Linked DNA regions of Sus scrofa: all the other regions are linked to region 1. Evidence: chromatin contacts called from public Hi-C and HiChIP or PLAC-seq data. All regions are on one chromosome and are shown on one strand. The core of a region is the stretch at or near the end of the contact, and the rest is flanking DNA. Distances in the headings are between cores, read along the strand shown.

Evidence for each region. A called contact is a pair of places that touch in the nucleus more often than the background predicts. HiChIP or PLAC-seq counts read pairs in DNA pulled down with a chosen protein or histone mark.
Region 2: an H3K27ac HiChIP or PLAC-seq map of alveolar macrophages shows a contact between it and region 1. The contact joins two enhancer-like sites. A contact is called at or near these places in 4 of 47 Hi-C or Micro-C datasets (embryonic fibroblasts, fetal heart ventricle, omental adipose tissue and 1 more) and 1 of 2 datasets of contacts at active chromatin or transcription factors (alveolar macrophages).
Region 3: a contact with region 1 is called in a Hi-C map of retroperitoneal adipose tissue, with 1.7 times the contacts expected there. The contact joins two enhancer-like sites. A contact is called at or near these places in 5 of 47 Hi-C or Micro-C datasets (embryonic fibroblasts, heart right ventricle, retroperitoneal adipose tissue and 1 more) and 1 of 2 datasets of contacts at active chromatin or transcription factors (alveolar macrophages).

Annotation. Positions count from the first base shown.
Region 1 is chr6:4,017,706-4,020,405 of Sscrofa11.1, reverse strand. The region is part of intron 1 of USP10 (ubiquitin carboxyl-terminal hydrolase 10); the gene reads left to right. Among named protein-coding and RNA genes, the nearest start is that of USP10, 24 kb to the left of the region's middle. Within about 2 kb of position 1,400, at least 45 of the 83 cell types and tissues checked have an H3K27ac peak or open chromatin away from gene starts, as enhancers often do. A contact at or near this core is called in alveolar macrophages, embryonic fibroblasts, omental adipose tissue and 2 more, where this site is marked.
Region 2 is chr6:4,176,285-4,178,984 of Sscrofa11.1, reverse strand. All of the region lies in intron 1 of TLDC1 (TLD domain-containing protein 1), which reads right to left. Among named protein-coding and RNA genes, the nearest start is that of TLDC1, 7.8 kb to the right of the region's middle. Within about 2 kb of position 1,339, at least 54 of the 83 cell types and tissues checked have an H3K27ac peak or open chromatin away from gene starts, as enhancers often do. A contact at or near this core is called in alveolar macrophages, embryonic fibroblasts, omental adipose tissue and 1 more, where this site is marked.
Region 3 is chr6:3,842,085-3,844,784 of Sscrofa11.1, reverse strand. No RefSeq gene overlaps it. Among named protein-coding and RNA genes, the nearest start is that of ZDHHC7, 57 kb to the right of the region's middle. Within about 2 kb of position 1,449, at least 38 of the 83 cell types and tissues checked have an H3K27ac peak or open chromatin away from gene starts, as enhancers often do. A contact at or near this core is called in retroperitoneal adipose tissue and subcutaneous adipose tissue, where this site is marked.

The sequences.
Region 1 (2,700 bases), core at 151-2,650:
AATGTATCTTTTAATGCAACTACTGACCTGAATTTTTTTTTTTCACTTAATTTTGTTGCGCTATTCCCATACCAGAGACTTCACGTGTTTAAATAGCGGTACGTTTTGGTGCTTTTTAAAATAGTCACAGAGGTGTGCGGTTAGCTCTTAGCAGTCAATCTTAGAACATTTCATTACTGCGGAAAGAAACTCCACGCCCATCAGGCGTGACTCCCTACCCCCCCCCCCCAGCCTGGCAGCCGGTTTGCTCTGTCTCCAGGGAGTGGCCCCCCCTGGACGTTTCACATGGATGGACTCCGGCAGCGTGTGGCCTCTTTCACCCAGTGTGATGTGTTCAGGGTCCATCCACGTGGTTGCCCGTGTTAGTCTAAGGACGTTTCTGAACCCGTTCCATAGTCCTGGTTCCGCCTGGGAGGTCTTCTGGGAGCTGGGAAGGACTTTGGAGGTTGTATAGTTTGGCATATCCTCACTTGAGAGATGAGATTAAAGCTTTTATCACTCGGAGCCGTTTATTAGCCCTTTCCGTTGCCTCCTATCTCCCAAATTCAATTTCCTTGGGTTGGGAAAGACTTTGTGCTTCTCCCTCTTGTCGCTGTGTGTGGTTCGGTCATTGAACCCTGTGAGGCCCAGCCTGCTCCTGTCTGTCCCGGGGATGCTGTCCCTGGGGCCGGGCTCCGATGCCCTGGAGCCAGGGCGGCACCGTGTGCACACACAGCAGAGTTTCTTGGTCAGACCTGTGTTAGTGCTTTTACCTCAGGGGCTGATCTCCCACATCCCCAGTCCTTTCGAAGGCAGGGGGCCTCGACTGGGGGGCCCCTGCCCAGTTACTGCCCTTTCTAGGGCTCAGGCTTTGGGAGTTGAGCGGAAGGCTCCGCGCTGCGCTCCAGCGCCCCCTGGCGCCCGGCCGTGGTGGTCGCCCTCTGTCCGTTTCTCCTCTTGGGGCGGAAAGCGCTCTTTGCCGAGGCTTCGTGGCCTCTCTGGAGATCTGTGGGCCGTGCGGGCAGATGTCTTCCTTCGCCCGGCCTCCCTTGGGCTGAGATTGGGTCTTTGCTCTGCCTGTGGCACAAACACCGGTGTTTCCCGTTCTGCCTGCCCTTTAGCCAGCGGCGCAGCCGGGGGACCAGGCCTCCGTCTCCCCCGAAGACCAGAGCGGCCCCGCCCAGCTGCGCCGCCCCGAGCGGCGTCGTGTCTGCACCCTGACCGTGCTGTGGGTTGGCCCCGTCTGCCAGATGTGTTTCTTTTAGATATACTTTTCATGTTCATTCTAGAAAGGATCCTAAAATGATCAAACGTGAACTGTGGGAGATCAGAAAGCTGGAGCTGGGCTTTGTTCCTGGCTCAGCCTAGAGCTGCACCATTTCCCAGGCCCTGGGCTGTGTCCCACCCCCGCTGGCCTTCCCTGCAGCGGCCACAGCCCCCCCCCCCCCCCCCGGGGTGGGGGGAGAGGAGGGTTTGTGAGGAGCATTTGGGGTTGCTTGCTCCCACTTGTAACTCGTTTATTCACCTTCCTCTGCTGGGCAGCCCTTCAGACCTAGGGAACTCTGCGGGCTTGCCTTACAGCCGAGGGAGGCCTAGAGCTCTTAGCACCGTGTAAACAGTCACTTCGGCCTGGGTGGGCCGGGCCTGCCCTGGGCGTGGCTGCCCCCTTCACTGTCCTGGCTTTCAGCTGGCTCTGCTCCTGGAGGACAGATTCATGTGGTCAGGGGCATTTTCCCCCCACTAGCTTATAAATTCTGTGAAATCAGGTACAAAAGCCTTTTCTTTCATTTTTTTTTAAACCCTGTTTTTCCTAAAAACAGACTTTATTTATTTATTTTTTGGTCTTTTTGCCTTTTCTAGGATCACTCCAACGTCATATGGAGGTCCCCAGGCTAGGGGTCTAATTGGAGCTGCAGCCTCCGGCCTACACCACAGCCACAGCAACGCAGGATCCGAGCCTCATTTGCAGCCTACACCACACCTCACGGGAACGCCAGATCCTTAACCCACTGAGCAAGACCAGGGATCGAACCTGCAACCTCATAGTTCCTAGTCGGATTCGTTAACCACTGAGCCACGACGGGAACTCCTAAAAACAGACTTTAAAGTGTGTTAATTCTCCAGAGGAAGGGAAATACTTCACACACATATAAAGAGAGGGTAAGAAATTTCATCACAACTATTTTCAGCTTTAGCTTAAAAAAAAAAAAAAAGCCAAAAAACTATCTTGGGAGTTCCCGCTGTGGCTCAGCGGTTAAGTAATCTGACTAGCATCCATGACGACTCAGGTTTGATCCCTGGCCTCGTGCAGCGAGTTAAGGATCCTGCGTTTCTGTGAGCTTCGGTGTGGGTCGCAGACGTGGCTTGGATCCCTCGGTGCACTGGCTGTGGTGTAGGCGGGTGGCTACAGCTCCCATTCGACCCCAGCCTGGGAACCTCCATATGCCACTGGTGCGGCCCTAAAAAGACCAAAAAAAGAGAAAAAACACAAAAAACACAACTATTTGGAAATGATTTCAAATTTATCAAAGTTGCTTTTTTATTCACATTGACCTGTTACGGTTGGACCTCACTTGCTTAATCATTTGTGTGCCCTTAAGCTCTCGCTCCACAAATTCCCAGACTCCGCACACGTGCACGAACACACAGACCCTTTTTCCACCCTTTGAGATTTGAGGGAGGATTGGTGACATAGCTGGTGACCCTGCACCCCTATCAGCT
Region 2 (2,700 bases), core at 90-2,589, 160 kb before region 1:
CCCTTGAGTGGCTGAGGACCTTGGTACCCTTTCTGGGGCGTCCTCCACGGCCGCTCTCGACCTTCTATGTTCTGGAGTCTGGCTTCCGGCTTCCCTTGCCCAGGCGAGGCCCTGCTCTGGGCACCCCAGCCGCTTCCTGGCTGCAGTGGTGGAAGGAGAGGCGGGGGAGGGTTCGGGCCATCGTGTCATCGGGAGGGATGTCAGAGCCAAGGGTCAGGAGTGGGGAGGAAGCCACCTGCCTGAGCAGCTGCTGGAAACCGTGGCTGGGACTCCGAGAACGCGATCTCGTGGCTAAAGCAACATCATGGCTGTGCATTCGGGGGACAGAATCTTAAAGCCAACTGACTTGTTCCTTGTCAAAGTGACGGACCTACCTTCCCGAAACAAAAAGCAAGACATCACACACACACCCATTGTGCCTCGGGGCTGGCGGGGGGGTCCCGCAAGACCACGCCCACATTCACAGACCCGCTGGAAGAACTGGTGGGTTTCAGTAGCGTTACTGCCACAGTGAAGATGTGTTTACAGTGACGGAGTCAGGACACGCGGCCAGGTCTTACAGGAAAGGCCCACGGCTGGATACGATCGTCTGAAAGTCCTGTGTCTCCTCAGAATCCCTCTTGGAGCCTTAACCCCCAAATGGGATGGCATTTAGAGATGGGCCTTTCGGGGTCCACATGGAACGGGAAGATCTGAACTCATGGCAGAGATGAGAACAGGATTCGGCTAGTTCCTCGGTTGATTAAACAAAGCAATCGACACCTAAGGACAGACGTGCAGACGCGGTTCTGAGCTGCCCATGGTGCTTTGCGGCCCCGTTCCCGGCACTGGCGATGGGGCCCCTCACCCGGACCAGGCGAAGAGAAAGTTCTCCTTGCTCTGACCTGGTCCAGACACCCCTCTGCGCCGCCATGCAGTGTGGGGACCCCTTTGGGGCACCGGGCTGCCCTGCTCGGCCCTCACCCCACTCCTCCCCTGGGCCACGGGCTCTGTCTGCAGGCACCCAGCAGCACAGAACTGAAAGGCGTTTGCTCCCAGCGCCCACCCCACCCCCGGGCTCCCCGCTAGACATCCTGCCCTGGGAGTGCCTCTGCCTTCATTTTATTCAGTCCTCCTGGACTTTTTCTGTCTATTCTCGTTTCCCAGCCTGTGGCTGCCCCTGATGTGGTTCTGGGAAGACTTTTGAAATACCTTCTCTTTGCGTGGGAAGAGCACCTTTCTGGCCAGGTCTGGCTGGCTGGCTCACAACTCTTTTGGTTGCAGGTAACACAAACCCAGGGCTGGCTCTGTGAGCACAGTCACAGGGCCCGGCCTAGGAGCGCCCCCATCAGTTTCATGCTGTTGTCGCCACCTTAAAATTCTTACAAATGGTGGAACAGGGGGCCCCACGGTTTCCTTCGCACTAAGCCCCCAGCATTACGTGGCGGGTCCTGCATAAAGCCATTCTAGAAACTTCAGTTACCAAAGGAGATTTACTGGAAGGTCAAGGGGGCGTCTCAGAGACCCCAAAGACGAGAATGTGGTTGGGCCTCAGCGCACTGGAAGCAGAGCCTGGAAAACCAGGAGGTTTCCTTCCCTTTCTCTCCCCGCCTCCCCCTCGAGCTCCGCTTCCTGCACCCCACCTCACTGGCTCTCTGAGCAAGACGGCTCGGCTGCTGGCCCCACCCAGGATTTCGCCTCCTCCGCTCCAGAACCGGCCTGATGGAGTTTCATGGGGCAGAGATGCTGATTGGCCCAGCAGGGTCAAGTGTGCAGCCGTGGTGCGCTCCGTTCCGGCCCAGGGGGCAGGGTCCCACCCACACTGGCTTCCAGAAAGCAGAAAACAAGAGTCAGCAGTTGGCAAGAAACAAATCTGCCCTGAAACTTCCCGTGACATGCAGTCACCAGCCCCCTGGCTGCAGCGGCCCGGAATTTATGGCTTCACCACCTCGTGCTCACTCTCCCATAAACTTCCCTTCTAGGCAGCAGCGCCTCAAAACCCCTTTGGTGATGGATTAGTTGACCTTTGACCTTAAGTCCATTTCCCGCTGAGCTATTGATCTGAGCAAATCCTATCTCCTCACGCCCTTTCCCTTCTTCTCCAATTTAAAAATAAACCAAACTGAAAGAAACAAACACAGCTCCACAAAGAGGCTGGGTGAACAATACAGAGATCTGTGAGATGGCTGGTCTGGGAAGAAGCTACACACACACACACACACACACACACACACACACACACACACACACACACGAACGTGCGTTTTCTAAGACTCTGTAAACGAGCTATGTATCTTCAGCATCTGTCCCTCGTGACTCACAGCAAAGCATCTCTGGGGCGCCTTCAGAGTTCTGTGCGGGACAGAGAGCAGCCGCCCCAAAGGAAGCGGATCAGACTCTGGGAGATCAATCTTCTCCGCTTCCTTCCTCTGAGATGATTACGAGGAAAGCGCTCGGCGGCCCCGCCGGGAACAAAGGGCCTGTGTGCGGCGAGCGGCCCCCACCCGACCCCTCATGCATTATGAATTGTGACCTCATGATCATTTCATGAAGCTTTCCACGGCCTGACGCCGCTGCGGCCCATCCACAGGCTGCACCCTGCAGAGCCCCCCAGGCCCCTTCAGGCTGCGGGCCCCCGTCGCTGGGGACCGCTAAACCCCAGCCATCAATGTCCACCAGGCCTAGCTGATGCCACCCTGGCCACAGGGTCCCTTCTCCACG
Region 3 (2,700 bases), core at 200-2,699, 180 kb after region 1:
AGCCCCCCGCTGCCCCCACGCCCAGGCCTGCTGTCCTGGGAGCACGTCCCTCTGGCCTGCCCGCAATGCCTCACCTCAGGGGTGCCAGGTGGGGGCTCTGACCCATGACACTGTGTGTTTGGGGGTCTCCCCCAGCACCTGGCATGGGGAGCACAGAGCTGATCTCGTACAATTTAAGGGTTTACTCTTTTGCTGACTGTGTGCCAGGCACTGTTCTAGTGCGTGCATGTGTCTGTGGGTTTCTGAGTGTGTCGGGGTGTGTCTGTGTCAGGAGTAGGTGATGGGGTCACACAGGTGATAAGTGACAGCGCTGCCCCGGGGGGTGGGGGGCAGGGGAGTTCTTATTGTCACTGGCACTGGGCCACCCCAGCTGAAGGAGCAGCCACCGCCTCGGCTGAACCTCAGGGTTGCATTGGCAATTAAAGTCTTTCACCCTGGGAGTGACACGTCCCCGCCACCAGGGGCTGGAAAGTGCAACTGCAGTCCCGCCAGGTGCCCAGAAGAGAGGTCCAGAGATGCCCGGTGACCATCACTAACGTCTGCCATCATGGCACTGTGGGCATTGTGTGGCCCTGGGGGTCAGCCGTAGACAAGGGAGACTCTGACGCTGATGGTGCAGCTCGGGACCCAGGCTGTGGATGAGCCGTGGCAGAATTAACCATTTCATTGCATCCTTGGCCAAGGCTGCCAATAATGCAGGGCTCCAGGGCGCCACCCAGGGCCTCGTGACCTCCTGGGGATGAGCTGATGCTTGAGGACAGCTGGCCTCTGACCAGGGGGCAGGGCGATGGCAAAAGCCCCGTGGAGGCAGGCGGTGTCCTCTCCAGGAGCTGCGGGAGCAGAGAGCACGGAGAGCGAGATGAAGCCAGAAAGGTCAGCAGCCAGATCCTGCTCGGCCTTGTCAGCGGGTTGACAAGGCCTGTATCCCCAGACCCTGGCGAGCCCTGGAAGCGGTCAGAAGGGAGTGGCGCGGGGGTGCTGGGCAGCGCCCTCTGGTGGCCGTGCGAGGAGTGACCTCTTGAAGGCTCGAGGACTTGGCCCGGGCTGGGTTCCCAGCCTCCCTGGAGGGCCTGCGGATAGAATCCTTCTGCGACTGCCCGCCCCGCTCCTGCTGGTGGACACAGCTCACAGGGGCCAGCCTCCCACATGGCATGCCACCAAGCCACGCCGTCCCGGAGACGGCGGACAGACACAGACAGCGAGAGGCCAGGCTGGCCTGGGTGCTCTCCAGCGGGTGCCTGGTCTGGGTCTGACTTCAGAGCACGGGGAGGGAGGGGCCCATCCTGGGTAACCTCAGACTTACAGGGCTGTGCTCGTGAGTGTTCCGACGACAGACACCCACCGGGAGGGACAAAATGACGGCGGCGCCCATTCCCCACATCACCGAAGGCAGATAAACCCCAAGTCGGGGATCCGTGGGCCTGTGGCCTGTGTCTGCGGGAAAGTGCAAATGCTTATCACAGGCAGGGATGAGTCACGGCTTGGGTTCTGCCTCAAAGGACAGCCTCGAGCAGGAGACGTTTATCAGCTGTTTTTCTGCTTTATTTTCTTCGTTTCAGACAGGATCCGTGGAGCCAAGTGAATGTTTTGGAAAGGGGAGATGTTTTTCCCCTTCCCTTTTGGAGAGTATGACAGAGCCAAAGGGGTGGGGTGGGGGCCCCGAGTCACCCCTTGAACCCCTTTTCTCTCCCCAGGCCTCAGTATCTGCCCTTCCACAGAGACCAGGCACCCGCCCACTTGTAGAGACGTTTTGTTCCCGTGAATAGGCTCCGCTCCTTGCTGGTGACTGGCTTTATTTCTACAGAGAAAGAAGACGGAGAAATAGCCCAGTAATTTTCTTGGGGAGGCCCCCTCAGCACCCCTTCTGCTTTCACCACCAGGCTACGAAATGTGCCTTGTTGCTCAGGGCGGAGGAGAATGACTACAAAGGTGTAAACAGCTTTGAGCAGAATAACGTTTTTGAGTTTTCGTTTTTTCTTTTTAATGATAGTTGATTTATAGTGTTCCTTCAATTTCTGCTGTAGAGCGAGGTGACCCAGCCACCGCCCCCAGCCACACGGCTCCCTGCACTGCGCAGCCGGACCCCATCACCCATCCGTCCTAAATGCAACAGTCTGCATCTACCGACCCCAAACTCCCCGTCCATCCCCCCTTCCCTCCTCCCCCCTGCACACACAAATCTGCCCTCCATGTCCATGATTTGGCTCTGTTTTATAGGTAGATCTTTTGTGCCATATTTTAGACTCCACATATAAGTGATCTCATATGGTGTTTGTCTTTCTCTTTCTGACTCACTTCACTTAGTATGAGACTCTCTAGTTCCATCCATGTTGCTGCAAGTAGCACTACTTTGTCCTTTTTTATGGCTGAATAATATTCCATTGTGTATATATACCACATCTTCTGAATCTCTTCCTCTGTTGATGGACATTTGGGTTGTTTCCATGTCTTGGCTATTGTGAATAGTGCTGCAGTGAACATATATCTTTTTGTCTGGATAGATGCCCAAGAGTGGGATTGCTGGGTCATATGGTAGTTGTATGTGTAATTTTCTAAGGTACCTCCGTACTGTTTTCCACAGTGGTTGTATGAGTTTGCATTCCTAGCAACACGGCAGGAGGGTTCCCTTTTCTCCACACCCCCTCCAGCATTTGCTATTTGTGGACTTATTCATGATGGCCTTTCTGACTGGCACCTCAT